Regions from separate parts of the Sus scrofa genome. Here region 1 is linked to region 2. A link is a contact called in public HiChIP or PLAC-seq data. All regions are on one chromosome and are shown on one strand. The core of a region is the stretch at or near the end of the contact, and the rest is flanking DNA. Distances in the headings are between cores, read along the strand shown.

The links. HiChIP or PLAC-seq counts read pairs in DNA pulled down with a chosen protein or histone mark.
Region 1: an H3K27ac HiChIP or PLAC-seq map of skeletal muscle shows a contact between it and region 2. The contact joins two enhancer-like sites. A contact is called at or near these places in 4 of 47 Hi-C or Micro-C datasets (epiblast stem cells, psoas muscle and skeletal muscle) and 1 of 2 datasets of contacts at active chromatin or transcription factors (skeletal muscle).

What each region holds. Positions count from the first base shown.
Region 1 is chr7:53,753,500-53,761,245 of Sscrofa11.1, reverse strand. ALDH1L1 (aldehyde dehydrogenase 1 family member L1) reads left to right here. Exons shown (of 23, transcript NM_001244647.1): 17 at 2,494-2,587; 18 at 4,104-4,203; 19 at 5,372-5,470. Among named protein-coding and RNA genes, the nearest start is that of SLC41A3, 16 kb to the right of the region's middle. Within about 2 kb of position 1,570, at least 2 of the 83 cell types and tissues checked have an H3K27ac peak or open chromatin away from gene starts, as enhancers often do. A contact at or near this core is called in skeletal muscle, where this site is marked.
Region 2 is chr7:53,685,508-53,693,119 of Sscrofa11.1, reverse strand. SLC41A3 (solute carrier family 41 member 3) reads left to right here. Exons shown (of 11, transcript XM_021098942.1): 5 at 1,149-1,293; 6 at 3,210-3,356; 7 at 5,214-5,358; 8 at 6,109-6,188. Among named protein-coding and RNA genes, the nearest start is that of ZXDC, 49 kb to the right of the region's middle. Within about 2 kb of position 1,844, at least 3 of the 83 cell types and tissues checked have an H3K27ac peak or open chromatin away from gene starts, as enhancers often do. A contact at or near this core is called in skeletal muscle, where this site is marked.

The DNA of each region.
Region 1 (7,746 bases), core at 321-2,820, 68 kb before region 2:
GTGGTATCAGATGGAACAGTTTCACTGCCCTAAAAATCCCCCGTGGAGGAGGGAACATCTGTTCATTTCTCCTCCCCACGAGTCCCCGGCAAAGCCCTGATTGCTTAATTGTCTCCAGAGTTTCATCTTCACCAGAATAGTATTATGTAATTATAAAGTTTGTAGCTTTGTCAGATTAGCTCCTTTTACTTGGTAAGAAGCGTTTAAGTTTCCTCCATATCTTTTCATGGCTTCATAGGTCATTTCTTTTTAGCACCAAATACCATCCCACTGTCTGGATGGACCACAGTTTGTTCATCCATTCACCTCCTGGAGCACAGTTTGGTTGCTTCCATCTCTTGGCAATTATGCATAAAGCTACTATAAACATTGCTGTGCAGGGTTTTATGTAGACATATGTTTTTGACTGCTTTGGGTAAATACTAAGGAGCATGGCTGCTGGATCATATGGTAAGAGTAGGTTTCATTTTTGTGAGAAACCACCAAGCTGTCTTCCAGCGTGGCGGCACCTGCCATATCCCCACCAGCCGCGACAAGCATTCCTGCTGCTGCATGTCCTTGCCAGCAGTTGGTGTGGTCAGTGCTCTGGGCCTGGCCATTCTGCTGGACGTGTAGTGGTGTCTCGTTGCTGTCTTAATTTAAATTTTCCTGGAGTTCCCATTGTGGCGCAGTAGTTAACGAATCCAACTAGGAACCATGAGGTTGCGGGTTCAAACCCTGGCCTTGCTCAGTGGGTTAAGGATCTGGCGTTGCCATGAGCTGTGGTGTAGGTTGCAGATGCGGCTCAGATCCTGCGTCGCTGTGGCTCTGGTGCACGCCAGCAGCTACAGCTCCGATTAGACCCCTAGTCTGGGAACCTCCATATGCCGTGAGAGCGGCCCTAGAAACATCAAAAAGACAAAAAAAAAAAATTTTCCTGATAACTTATGATGTTGAGCATACGTCCATACACTTATTGCCACCTGGCTATCTTCTTTGATGAGATGCCTTTTCAGATCTTTTGCCGATGTTTTGATTGGGTTGTTTGTTTTCTTATTGTTGGAGGCTTTTGGATGTTTGAGGTAATACTCCATTATCAGAGATCTTTTTTGCAAATAGTTCCTCCTCAAAACAGTGATTGTTAAACAGTGTGCATGGTGGAATGGAATCAGCGTGACAGGAGTGCACGTCCCCGCTCCCAGCCTCCTGAACCAGAATGTCACAGGTGCTTCTGCCATAGGCACTTTTAGAGGCTCAGAGGCAAGGGCAGTGGCTCTGGGGGACTAGGACATGGAGGAGCCCCAGGGCTGGGTGACTCATGGATGGGGGTGGTGTGTGGACTGACTGTGGGCTTGAACAGCTGGCTGCAGAGAGAGGTTGTTTACTGCGGTGGAGACCGTGGGGGAAGAGCAGGTCTGGGGAAAGCTGAAGAGTTCAGTTTCAAATACGCTAAATATGAGAGGCTGTGAGCTATCCAAGTGGAGGTGCCGAGCCAGCTGAGGAATGACAAATGTCTCTGGGTGCAGGGAGGCTTAGCTCAAGATACAAATCTAGAGGGTGATATGCCTGAAGATGGCATTTGAAGAGGTGAGCCAGGCTGAGGTCACTGAGGAGACCGTGCACTGAGAAGGGAAGAAGACCAGGGTGTAGCAGAGGCCCCGGTGCTGTCACACAGAGTCAAGGAGAGTACTGGGTTCAGGACATGCAGAGAGAGCAGGCAGAGGTGGAGAGATGTCAGCAGGGAGAGGTGACCTTGAGGTCTTGCTGCAGAGGGGACTGGGAGGGGCAGAGGGGACTGACCACGTTGGGCTGGGACCCCTGTAGGCCCAGAAGGGTCCGAGGGGACTGGCCACATTGGGCTGGGACCCTGCAGGCCTGGCCTGGTGGGGCCGTGCAGCAAAAGCAGCCAGGGTTCCAAGCAGCCAAACAGGAGGGGCAGCGGGCCCTGTTGGGTACCCTCCCCTTGGGTCTCTCCTGCCGGGTGGAAAGACACAAGGCCAGTGTGTGACTTTGCTGCTGCAACAAAGCACCGCACACAGAGCCGCTTAAACAACGCCTGTTGATTTCTCCCAGTTTTGGAGTCTGGATGTCTGTACATCTGAGACCAAGGGGCCTGCGGGACCCATTCCTCCTGAGGCCTCTCTCACTGGCGTGTAGACGGCCACCTTCTCCCCGTGTCCTCAAATGGTCGTCCTTCTGAGTGTCTGTGTCCTCACCTCCTCTTCTCATCAGGTCACTGATCATGTTGGATGAGGGCGGCCCTGATGACCTCATTTTAATTGAATCCCCCCTTTAAAGACTTCAGCTCCAAATACAGGGGTTGAGGCTTCAGCATTTTGAGGGGACACGGTTCTACCCACACCAGGAAGCGAGGCCCAGTGGTCCCAGGGCCCTGAGGGCACCGGCGTGTGAGAACACACCCACAGCTCTGGCCTTGGGTGGATGGGGAGGGTGGCCGGGCCCATGTCCTCAGCACTGTGACCACCCTGCCTGCCCCGCCCACACCTCCCACAGGCTCACTGGTCGGCCAGAGGCTCTCGGACCATCCCGATGTGCGGAAAATTGGGTTCACGGGCTCCACCGAGGTGGGAAAGCACATCATGAAAAGGTAGGTGGTGGGTGAGTGGTATGGCCGGCCCCGCAGGATGCTGGCCTCTGGTCCCAGGGTCTGGAAGAGGCCGGTGCTATGTGTGAGCCCAAGCCTACGGCCATCCCAGGAAGCTACAAGGCCCTGACTTCACGGGTCTGTCAAGCCCTGGCTGAAAGCAGCACTGAGGAGCAGGGGTCTCACCATGGTCTGGGGCCAACCAGCACACATGGTGGCCTGGGACAGGGCTGTGAGCCCAGAAGACACGGATCTCGAAAACTTAGCACAAGGCAAAGGACTTCAGTGATTTTTGTGTAGATTGCAAGTTGAAGTGGTAATATTTTTATTATTGGGGTTAAATCAAATATAATAGAATTAATTTTTCACTGATTTCTTTCCTTTTTTTTTTTTTTTTTTTTTTTGCTTTTTAGGGCCACACCCACAGCATATGGAGGAGGCTAGGGTCTAATCAGAGCTATAGCTGCCAGCCTGCACCACAGCCACAGCAACACCAGATCCGAGCCGCGTCCACGACCTACACCACAGCTCATGGCAACACTGGATCCTTAACACACCGAGTGAGGCCAGGGATCGAACCTGCAACCTCATGGTTCCTAGTCAGATTTGTTTCCACTGTGCCATGACAGGAACTCCTTCGCTGATTTCTTCTGAGCTTCCCTTTAATGTGGGTACTAAACAAATATTGCTGTTTCCTGCAGCTGGTATGGGAAGCTTTTACTGTCTCCTGCTGCAGCCCTGGGCTTAGTCCTTGGACTCCAGCCTCAAACCCCTGCAGTTGTGCCACTAATCCACCACACACCCTGGTTCCCCACCAGCACCATGAACGTGGTTTGCACAATCAGTGGTTGAGCTTAGAGAGGTTGAGGGGGCCAGATCCCAGGGCAGCAGCCCCTTCCTGGCTGCCCCAGGCATCAAGTACCCCGCTGCAGCTGAGTGTCCACTGAGTGACAGGTGCACGGGGGAGGAGCTGGGGCTGTGCCCAGCCCACCGACCTGCAGGGTCTTGAGTCCCTCTTTCTGGACACATGACTGCCCTCTTTGCTGGGCCCCCAGGTGTCCAGCTGTGGAGATGGAGCACCATCTCTGTGCAGTGGTGGGCTTCCACCCTGCGACTACTCTGCAGCCCCGCCTGCCCTCCCCACCCCCTCATGAGGCAGGTCTCCTTCTCTGGGTACCATGCCTGTCCCCATCTCAGTGGCTGTGCGTGACCTCCTCTTGGGGTTGGGCTCATAAGTGAGGCTGAGCCAACTTCTGAAGGCAGAATGGAGCAGAGGGGTGGTGGCCCAGGGTGGGCCAGGGCGGTGCCAGGCTAGAGGAGGCAGCAGGGGGCGGCGAGGGGGTGGAGGTGGGGGGAGGAGAGCCTGGCCCACAGTCGGAGTGGGGGCAGCTCCCTCCAACCCAGACCCTGTGTTGCTCTTTGAGTGAAGCTTGCTTTGGAGCTGCTTTGGGCCCTCCCCCTGGAGTCCACAGGGTCCCGGCTCCTGGGGACCAGGCCACCAACACTCTGTTCTTTTCAGCTGTGCCCTGAGCAATGTGAAGAAGGTCTCCCTAGAGCTGGGCGGAAAGTCTCCCCTCATCATCTTCTCCGACTGTGACCTCAGCAGGGCTGTGCAGATGGTGAGGGCCGCAGGGGACGGGGGTGGGGTCCACGCACAGTCAGCCTGGACCAGGCAGGAGGAAGGAAGAGGCCTTGGGCACAAGGAGTGGCTCGTGCCCAGAGCCACACCTCCTAGGAGGTTTCACAACTGCCTGGTGACTGATGTCAGCTTCAAAGATCCAGAAGTGAGAGCCAGGATTCCCTCTGCTCTGAAACCAGCCTGGCAAGGTTCCCTGACCCATAGGAAAGCACACAGCACCCTGGGCACCCGGGGGGGGACCCTCCCAGCAGCGACCAGCCCTGGGACTTTGTGCCAGGTCCACACCTGCCCAGCGCCACTGCAGCCTCGCTGGGCAGCCTTGGGCAAGCAAATTAGCCTTTCTGGGCCTCTTGCTCTCACCCAGATGAGGAGGATGGGAAGAAGATTTAGCTATTGTGTCTGAAAGGTGGGGACCAGGTACTGTGGGCCAGTTGTTCCGACATTGTCATTGGCGTTATCACGCATCGGTCCCCCTCTGCACACATGTGGGAGCAAATCAGTCCAGCCCTCTTCATCTGGGGGCCCAGGCGCGCTGCCCCCATCTCCGTCCAGCTGTGCCCGGAGGAGGACATGTCCAGCACAGCAAGAAAGAGGTTCAGCCTCGTTAGAACGGAACTGAGGGAAGCGGCCGGTCAGCTCCAGGTCTTAGCGGCCAGCAGAGGCCAGTCTATGTCGCCGGACAGTGCGTCCCAGCTTCCAGGAGGCCCAGCCTGGCCTCTGAGGACGTTTCTTCTAGGCTGGGCCTGGCTGGCACCATCCCTCTCAAGAGGCCACCTCTGCCACCTGCGCCAGGTGCACAGACCCCAGCTCCAGGCTCAGCTCCTGGAGGGCAGCTCTGACCCCCCTGGGAGCCCCCCAGCCGGAGGGGCTCCAGGCTCACTCACTCCTCTCCTCCCCCCCGCCTCCAGCCTGGTTCCCCAGCAGCAGGAGTCAGGACTCAGCTCTGTCCCCTCCCGTGTGGCCTCACTTGCCACACAGTCCCCTCTGGCCTCTCCTTCTCTGGGGATGTCACCAGACTGATGGGCCTGAATGGTGGCAGGAAGCCCAGACACAAGCCTTCCTCCCTTCTTTCTCAGAGGGGGCACTGGCCCGCTCAGGGGCTGGGACCGGTGCGGGGGTCATAACCAGGACTCTGGTCTCTTCTCCAGGGGATGAGCGCAGTGTTCTTCAACAAAGGTGAGAACTGCATCGCAGCCGGCCGGCTCTTTGTGGAGAACTCGATTCATGACCAGTTTGTGCAGAAGGTGGTAAGTTCTGCTGAGGGTCTTGGCGCTGCTGGTTCACCAGTTGCAGGGGCTCAGGGCTCAGAGATGGAGGCTGGGGTGTGGATACGGGGGCAGAGGATGTGGATACAAGGGCTGGGATGTGGATACAGGGGTAGAGGAGGCATACAGGGGCTGGGGTGTGGATGCAAGGGCTAGGCTTCAGGGAGGGTGCCCACAGATAAAGGGATGAGACAGTGTGATGTGGGTGGCTGGTGGCGGCGGGGGGGGGTGGTGCTGCTGGTACCTCCCCCTTCCTCTGACAGTGCAGGACAGGACAAGAGAGGGGGATCCTTTCCCCTGTCTGTTAGGAAGGACCATCCACAGCCTCTAGCATCAGCAGGGCTGGTGGCTCAGGTTCAGCTCAGAGACTCCTGCAGAGTAGATGTGAGGTGCTGGGGGGTACTGGCTCTACCTGCAGGTTAGACAGACTGTGTTTAGGATGACAAGAAAAGCAGGCAGGAGTAACGGGGAGGAAATACGAAAGGGGGCAGGGTGGGGGACAGATGTGTTTTCTAGAAGGGAGCATAACAAACCGCTCCCAAGACCACGTGGCTAGAGAACAGCAGCACATACGCCCCTGGCCCACACATTGGCACTTGGTCACTGTGCTGGGCTGTCTCATCTCTGCCTGTGGCCCTTCTTTGTGTAGTCTGTGCTCAGACACAGGCAGGGCCAGTGGCAGGACCCCCAAGAGCGAGAGTAGAGTCCTCTTGAAGTCACTGAATGCTGCTTCTGCCACCTTCTACTGGCCAAGCCAGGCACAGACCAGCCCAGGTTGAAGGGGCAGGAGCCTGGGAAGGAAACGAGAGCTTTCACGTCTGTTTGTAGACCCTACCATGGTTTGGGAGCGGGTCAGCTCTTCTGAGCTGGTCCTTCACTGTGATAGGCCCCACACAGGAGTTGTCAGGTGGCAGGGATGGAGGTGGAGGGCCCAAGGGCCGGCTCACCAAGCGGATGTGGTTGTGGAAGCGCAGCACTGGGCGGCCAGCCCACAACCCAACCCCAGTTGGTGGGGGGAGGGCAGAGTCTGAAGGACAGCCGTCCAGGGGGCACCGTTCCCAAGCTCAGGAAGCGAGGCACAAATCTGGGAGTCAGCGAGGTTGCCCTTGGCATCCCCGGGGCCTGGGAGCAATCGGGTGGCCAGCCTGGGGCAAGGTGGGGGCCTGGCACCCGCTTGGGGACTCTCTTCGGAGCAGTCAGAGGAGCCCAACACTTCCTGATGGGAGGACAGAGGGTGGTCCCCGGGGGCTTGTCCTCCTGCATCTGATTGAGCTGTTTGGGGTGAGACAGGAAGGCCTGACCGGAGGTGGCCTCAGAGAGGTGGGGATGACCTTGTGTGGTCTTAGGACTCTAGGGGACAGCTGACAAGTGGGAGGGGTGCCTCAGCCTAGAGCCCAGGAGCCCTGGTGTCTGCTTCCAAGTGGCTATGTTCGCCTGGGTTCCCATACCTGGGGCATTTCTGACTCTCCAGCCTGGGCATCATCAGTCAGCACCTGGTACTTCCTCACAGACACCCAGACCAGCATCTCCAGGCAGCAAAGCCCACACCTGCCTCACGTTGGCCAAGGCAATGGGGAAGGCTTCCCGGAGGAGGAGGCCTTACCGTTGGGCTCTGAAGCAGGCAGACATGGGATCAGGGGCAGGGGCCTCCTGGAGCAGGCCCCTCCCCTCCACTCAGTCTGCCCCACCTTGTCACAGGGCATTACAGCAATGTTCTCTCACCCCACCCCACCCACCCATGTCCTGGTGTCCTCAGAATAAGCACCCCTTCAGCGCCTCAGTCCTGTGCTGCCCCCACACCCCACTTCTGCCTCTGCTGCTCTCACCCACCCCCATACCCTCAACCCCCATACACCTGCCCTGACCACCAGCCCCCACCACGGCATACCCGCCCCCGCCCCCCCCGCACACCGTCTTCACCTGTCCTCACACCCCGCCCCCTACACACATCTGGCCTGACTCACAGTCACACCCCTCCACCTTACACCTGCCCTCCCGTCTGCCTCCTGCACACCTGCCCTCCCCCATCCTCACACACACCCGACCCCCCTCCATACCTGTCCCCTCCAGCCCTCGCCACCCCCACACGCACACCTGCGCTGTCCCAGCCCCCAGATGTCAGGCCCAGGTCTCCTTGCACAGAGGGTGATTTTGAGACTTCAGCCCGGCGGGCTGGTTTGGAATCAGAATGTGGTTCCAGCGTCTGGCACGTGGACTTTGTTCCGGGGCCCGTGGTTGGTCACCCAAAAAGGCATCCA
Region 2 (7,612 bases), core at 595-3,094:
TCTCTGATTTTTACATCCATATCCCTTGCTCATTTTTCATCAGGTTGTCTTTTATTATTGTCACAGTTGTGGCTGGTGTGTGAAGTGGACTTCATTACTCAGGATACTAATCTGCTATTATTTGTAGACGATGGTCATGTTCCGTCCACATCTACCCTGTCTTTGTTTTGTGATCTTTTATCACAGGGAAGTCATACTTGAACTTATGCATATTTTGTGTGTGTTTTTCTTTATAGATTTTACCTGTTGTATCTTTAGTAGGTGGCCTTCCCCAATCCAAAAGCTGAAACACATTACCCAATTTTTGTTTGTTTGTTTCACAAAAACCAAAGAAAATATAGGTCTATTTGTGTATAATATACACAAATAATTTGGGTATCATTGTATGAATAGTATAAAGGCAGAATCTATTTTTTCCCCAAGCAAATAATCCTATTTATTCAATACTGATTTGAAATGCCACCTTTATCATTTTAAATGTTTATATATTCATGATTAATCATTAAATTTTACATTTTCATATAATCACGATTCAGTTCCTAGACTCTGTTCTGTCCAGCTAGTCTATTTTTCTGCTAAACCACCCAGTTTTAATTATTATAGTGATAGAGCACATATTCATAATGAATATGCCAAAATTTTAATCTTCTTTCTCAGAATTATTTTGGCTATTCTTGCATATCTTCCCGTTTCCGTGAAATTTAAAACAAGCCGTCAGGTGCCATGAGAAGTCTGAGGACTCTGATTGGAATGACGGTGTATGCCTGGGGCGGCTCTCACTTGGGGAGATGGACTCACCTCAGCCAAGTGTGCCTGGCAGGGCCGCGGCCTGCTCTCGTCCACAGGGATGGCAGGGAAGGGCTGGTGCTCAGGTCTGGGCACCTTGTGGCACAGGCTGAGGTGCCACGGAGGCGGGTGCCCTCAGGCGTGGGGATGGGGAGCAGAGAAGGGGCAGGGGCACAGCTGTCCCCCGGGGAGGGTGTGCCAAGTGCTGCCGGAGGTCAGAGGGTGATGGTATCCAACCCGTGGGGGGCATGATTGCCCTGACTGAGCATCCAGTACAAGGTGAGCATCAGGCAGAGGACAGGGAGAAGGGAGGCTGTGGTGAAGCTGGCAGCCAGTCCTCACATCTGACCTCTGCCCCACAGGTGCAGGCCACTGTCGTGGGGCTCCTGGCCGCCGTGGCTGCCCTCCTGCTGGGCGCCGTGTCTAGGCAGGAGCTGGACCTGGTGAAGGCAGAGGTGCTGTGTGCCAGCAGCGTCATCACCGCCTTCCTGGCAGCCTTCGCCCTGGGTGAGCTGCCACCTGAGTCCTCGGGGTCCTGCCTGGGCTCTGCTCTGGCCACACACCCTCTCCCCCGCCCCATGGCCATCACCCCACGCACCTGCGTTCCTCTCAGAGCACTCGCAGAAATCTGAAACGACCTGCTTTTTTTTTGTTTGTTCTCATCCCCATGCCTCCTCTTCTGTCACCTGCTCTCCCCGCCGCCCCACCCGCCCCATGTCTCCTAGAGCCGGAAGATGGGCCTTGGGCCTGGGGGGCTCACATGCCAGGGTCCCCGGTGGCCATGCCTGTGCCCACTCTGCTTGCTGAGCATCTGGTGCGCCAGGCTGTGTCCCGGAGCTTGGGGTGCTGGCGGGGTGGGGGTGCTCAGTGGCCCCACTGGGTCAGACTCTATTTTAGTTCCTATTTATCCTCTTCACTTGCACTGCCTCCTCCTCGCCAACAAGCCTGCCATGTGAGCGCAGAGCCAGTGGTTATTTCTGCCCTTAGACAAGCCCTGCGTAAGCAGCTCCCAGGTCTCCTGAACAGACGGAGGTCACGCTGCTTTTCTCGGGACTGTGTGTCCATGTCTAGCCGACCCTGCGCAAGTGCAGGAAGGGAGGACGTGGCTTTGAAAGCTGACCTGTGTTCATAGTCTGTCCCCGCTGAAGGCAGCGGGTGACCTGGCTGCATTCCTGCTGGCACCTAGATCAAGTGAGGGCCAGAGCGCAGGATGGTCACAGGCCTGCCCGTCTGGTCTGAAGGGTGGGCTGAATCAGCCACACCTGAGAGAAGAGAGCCCGGGGGACACTTGGCATGTGGTCCCCAGAAGGCCGTGCTGTCCCTCAGGCCGTGCTGTCCCTCAGCCTAGCTTCCCACTTTACAGACAAGCAAACAGGCTCAGGGACAAGGACATGCCAGGACTGTCCAAGGACATGTGGGAGTCAGGAAGCGTGGCTGGTGGGTTATGGTGCCACTTTGACCCGTCTGTCGTAAAGCCAGGCAACGGTGCTGGTGGCTTTAATAAAGTGTTCCTGCTAGTCCTGTGGGGTTGTCACCAGAATTCAGCTCAGTTCAGCTGAGCAAACTTGGATTCACTTAGAATTGATGCCTCAGAAGAATAAAGCAGCTGAGACCTGGTCACAGAATAGCCACAGACTGTGGCCAGCAGCTTTCCGTGACCTCTAGGTGATAATTCTGATTATTTAGTGATAGAATGCTGGGTCAGTTGTTAAAACACAGTAGCCAAGATAGTGTCTTCTTAAAGGCCCACATGAGATGCTGTTGGATTTCATCCCGGGGGTGGGGGTGGGGGGCTGGAAGCACGTGACAGTGGCCTGAGAACCAGGTCTGAAGAGAAAGCAGGGCCTGGGAGGTGTGGCACCCCTGAGGAAGAGCCTCTCAGGTCTCTCCAGCCTTGCCCATCAGCCAGACCACGCAATGAGCCCCAAGAGCCCTGCAGGCCCCCGTACCGCACTGCCTCTCTGTGCTCCCGCCCAGGCCCACCCGCATTGCTGCCCTGCATGGCCCCAGACCCCACCCCTGCCGTCTCCCCCATGGGTTGCACCCTGGAAACTGCTCCTGGGGCCGCCGGCCCTCAAGGACCCAGCACAGGGAGACCTCGCCCCATCTGAGGCTCCTACTGCTCAGGGCAGCTTGAGGCCCTCTTCCTGATCTGAGGCCTGTGAGCTCCATGCCTGCACTTCCCAGGGGTTCGGGAGCCATGGAACCACCTGCCCGCGTCTCCCCGATGGTTCAGGTATCACAGTGTCAAGCCTGGGAGTCACAAAGCAGAGTCTGAGGCTCGCAGCCCCAGGTGGCACGAGAAGCTGGGCTGGGGCGGTCTGGGGGCAGCTGGGCATGTGCAGGTGGAGTGAGTTCCAGGCAGCCTCCCACCACCTGCTCACCCGCTCACTGCCCTCACCTCATCCCCCTACCCTCCACAGGGATGCTGATGGTCTGCATCGTGATTGGTGCTCGGAGGCTCGGGATCAACCCAGACAACATCGCCACGCCCATCGCAGCCAGCCTGGGAGACCTCATCACCTTGTCCCTCCTGGCTTTCGTCAGCAGCTTCTTCTACAAGCACAGAGGTAGGGCCCAAGGCCAGGGTCTCTGGGGCAGGGTGAGGCCTGGAGTCACTGGGCAGGTGAGGGTGGCCCCCAAGGTGCCACCCGCTTTCCCGCCGTGCTGGGGGACAAATCATTCCAGGCAGTTTCCACCTCCTGCAGGGGCTCAGGAGGAGGTCAGGGAGGGCCTGAGCTGGCTGGGGTGCTTCAGTGCCTCCTTGGGAAGGGCATTTCATGCCAGACACGTGGCAGCTGCTCAAGAGTGACTCCAGGCATGTCACAGCCACAGGGGTAGAAGTAGAAGCCAGTTCTTCAGAAGGTGGCCTGTGAGTTGGTCAGCAGCCCAAAAGGGCATTTGTACCTCTTGTGGGAACTAGACCTTGGGTCTGGGCACCCCCAGAGGTTGCTCAAGTCTGCCTGGGGACCCAGCTGTGCTCACACCCTGGACATGTGGACACATGGATCCCCCTCACCCTGTGCTCCCCTGCTGCACTGGCACAGCTGGACACTCCCCTCCAAGCCTCAGTTCTTGGGCTGCACCTGCCACGGTCCCACTAGGCAGCTGCCCATGACCGTCAGGATCCGGGGTGGCAGGGGTCAGAGCTAATGGGTGCAGTGGGCAGCAGAGGAGTAGGGAGAGAACAGAGGCATAGCCATGGCAAAGGTCCAGCTTGTTACCCATGGGAGCGTGGACATGGGTTTAAGGACTCACCTGGTTATTCCATGTTGGCAGTGGAAGCAGCCTGAGGAAGTGAGTCTGACTGAGTCCCGACTCTGCAGGGACCCCGATGCCTGGCACCTCCTGCAGCAGCAAAAAGGAATAGTTTGAGAGATTCTGAAACTTGACATAAGTGGACCTAATTTTATTTTTCAAACAAATTTCAAAGGCTTATGCATGAGCTAGTTAATTGAGTTTGATTTGCAAAGTAACAGGTGTCCCACCTGCGCTCAGCCCAAGTCTCACAGGACTCTGAGTGGTGGATCATGCAGGTCACCCACCCCCTCCAGTCACACCAGATCCACCGCTGGGCTGGGCACCCGTCAGATGCATGGTCTTCATGGCCCCTCCAAGTGGCCCAGGGAAGCTGGACCAGACACAGAGCTCCAGCCATGGCTGCCAGCACATTGAACACTTGCTCAGAGCTCCTGGGCCGCCTCTGCCCCCACGTGACTGTGGAGTCTCTGTCTGTGGCAGTCTGTCCTTCCCTGCAGCCGCCCTGGTGGGAAGATGGGCCAGGGTGTTTCCTGCACAGGAGGCAGCACACGCAGGCCCAGGCTGGGATGCCGTGAGCATGGGGCTGCCCCGGGCGTGGCCAGGGGAGAGGACGTGTCCAGAGAAAGCTGGCCTTGTTCTTCATGCTTAAGGAAGGTGACATTTGCACCAGAGCACAGGACAGGCAGGGAGAGCAAGGGGCCGAGTGTGCCCTCTGGTGTGGGCTCCAGCCTGGCACCCGCTTCCATCAGCTGATCTAGGCCGAGGCCAGTCTTCACAGCACCCACCAGGTGGGGCAGGTGGCACAGGGGACTCGAGGATCCACAAAGCAGCCAGGAGCAGGGCTGGCGCCACAGCTCGCTGGCGCATCCTGGTCGCCACTTCCTCACGGGCTATCTGAGCATGTGGCTGAGAGCAGGATGGGAGTCAGGCCAGGAGGTGCTGAGCAGAGCACGGGCCACGGTCACGCTTCAGTAATGAGGCTGAGGAGGAGGAGGCAGAGGAGGGAAGGTATGTCAGGAAAACCTGGAAGAGTCAGAGAGGCTAAGGCAGATGTGGGGGGGCAGGTGTGGGGGGACACGTGTGGGGTGTCGGGGGCAGGCTGCTCGCCTGTCTGCCTTGCGAGCTCTGGCCCCAGTCCATGGCCCAGCGCCTGTCTCCTTCTCCAGACAGTCGGTACCTGACGCTGCTGGTCTGCGTGGGCTTCGTGGCCCTGACACCCGTGTGGGTGCTCGTCGCCAAGCAGAACCCGCCTGTCGTGAAGATCCTGAAGTTTGGGTGGCTCCCGATCGTCCTGGCGATGGTCCTTAGCAGGTGCACATGGTGGTGCCATGAGGGCCTGGGTGAGGCACCTGTGACCGTGGGCACCTTCGCTGACCCCACTCCTCACTCGCCATTGCCCCCCTGAACTCTGGGCCTCTCCTGAGGGCAGCCCTGTTGGCTACTGCCAGACCCTCTGCAGGCGGGGGCCCCACCCCCATGGGCCCTCCCCCTGCTGCCACGGCTCCCTGAACCCCATTTCCATAGCAGGACCGAGAGGGGCTAAGCTGGACTTCTGCTCTCCAGCCCAGGGGGCCCTTTCTGCCTGTAGACCCTGACGGGGCCACAGCGTCCTGCTGTGCTCTCCTAGGCTGCTCTCTGGGGACAGAGGCTGTGGTCGAGGAATCTTTGCTCCCAGAAGGTCCTGGGCTCCAGGCCTGGGGCAGCCTGTGATCACCTGCAGGGCTGCTGGGTGAGGTCCTGGCATGGATCCTAAGAAAGGGCAAGAGTCAGTGCTCCCAGGGGTCCACTTCCCACTAAGAAGCTGCCCTTGGGCCATCCTAAGACGTACCCCCGCCAGCCATGTGGCCTTGGAAAAGGGTTTGTTGTGTTTTCAGTGGGCTGGCGTCATGTAATGGGCCTTCCAGACCAGCTGAAGCTGAGAACAGAGGTGCACAGCACGGGTGGGGTGCAGAGGACCCACCAGACCACCTCAGCTGTGCCAGGTTCTGGGGCACCAGGAGCGGCCGGGCAGGGAGACAGCTGCAAGTGCAGCCTGACGCTGGCACCGTGGTCTCTCCCCAGCTTCGGAGGGCTCATCCTGAACAAGACCGTTTCTAAGCTGCAGTTCAAAGGCATGGCTGTGTTTGCTCCCATCATATGTGGTAGGTGGTCACTGTCCCCTGGGGTCCTGGGTGGAGTGGGGTGAGAACAGCAGTGACTTTGGGCGTCCGGCCCAGCCCTGGGAGGTGGTGGGACGCTGAGCTATGGCCAGGCTACTCTCAGATCCCCGGGGAGAAGGCCTGCAGCTGCCCCCAGCTCACCTGCCCTCATGTGGCCCTGGGACCATAGCTGCCAGCCTCTGAGGCTCTAACCTGTGGGCTGCTGGGACCTGGGCTGAAAGCAGCTTCAGAACCAGGGTGTGGTCTCTTAAGGTTTTTCTTTTTACTTGAGTCATTGATGACACTTAACTCAGATATTTACACATATACACCTGGATTCCTGTCTTCTCCTTCTACAGCAAGGGCGCCGTGACGATACTCCTTCCCGTGAGGGGTGGAGGCTTTATGTCCAGTTGACCCCAATCCCCTCCAGCCCCTGCTGCCAGCACCCTGCCCGCCACTGCTTTACCTTCTTGGCTCAGGCCCTGTGGGTGTTTTAGGCAGAGCTTGGCATGAGTCCAGCTTCTGGTGAGGCCCTGTAAGTGGGACTGACTGATCAGAGGACCCAAATACGACAGTCCACTGCCAGGCCTTGGCCATCTGCCCTGCATGTCACAGGGCCATCCAGCAGACCTGCACTCTGAGTCCCTAGAGCCTTTCCCAGCACAAGGGCTGGCCACTGCGGTAAGGTGGGCAGACCCAGGGGCCACAGGTGGGAAGACCCCCTTAGTGGTCCCTCGCCCAGCTGTCCGGAGGGGCTGAGTGGTGATGCGTACAAGCTGATGGGAGACAAGAGCTGACTGGTGGGGAGTGGGCGAGCACCCAGGGCAGAGTGCAGAGGCTCCTGGTGGCACCCCGGTGTGCTGGGCCATTGCAGACCCGGGGGAACCGAGTCCAGAACTGCCAGAGCCGACTTAAGAGAGGCCAGGGATCTGGATTAAGGGCCTAATTTGTAAATGCTGCCAAATAGAGTCATTCCCCCCGCCCCAAATCAAGTGAGGTAGGTGTGCAGCCATCCGCTGGCCAAGGCCATTCTCTGGTGCAGCCAAGGTGGTCACCAGGGCCCATCTGGCCCCGTTCAGGGTTGTTCTCTGTGGGGCTGAGGAAACAGGATGGGGTGAGCCACCAGGGTGGGTTGCCAGGGTGGACCCCACACTCCGCCAGCCCCCAGACCTGCACCACAGGAGCTGCCTGTGGCTGTGTCACCGGGGCCTCTGGCCCTGGCAGAGCTGGGCATGGTCAGCTCCTGGGAGACGCCGGGAGCCCCCTCTGTGGCCCCAGCTTGGCTGTCCTGCCACCCTTACCCCTCATTCACTCTCCTCTTCCTATCCTTCCTGCCTCAGGGGCGGGGGGCGGGGGGAGACATTCCTTTCATTTTCTCAGGAATTCCAGTCTGCATCTGGTTCCTGCCCATGGGTGGCTTATCA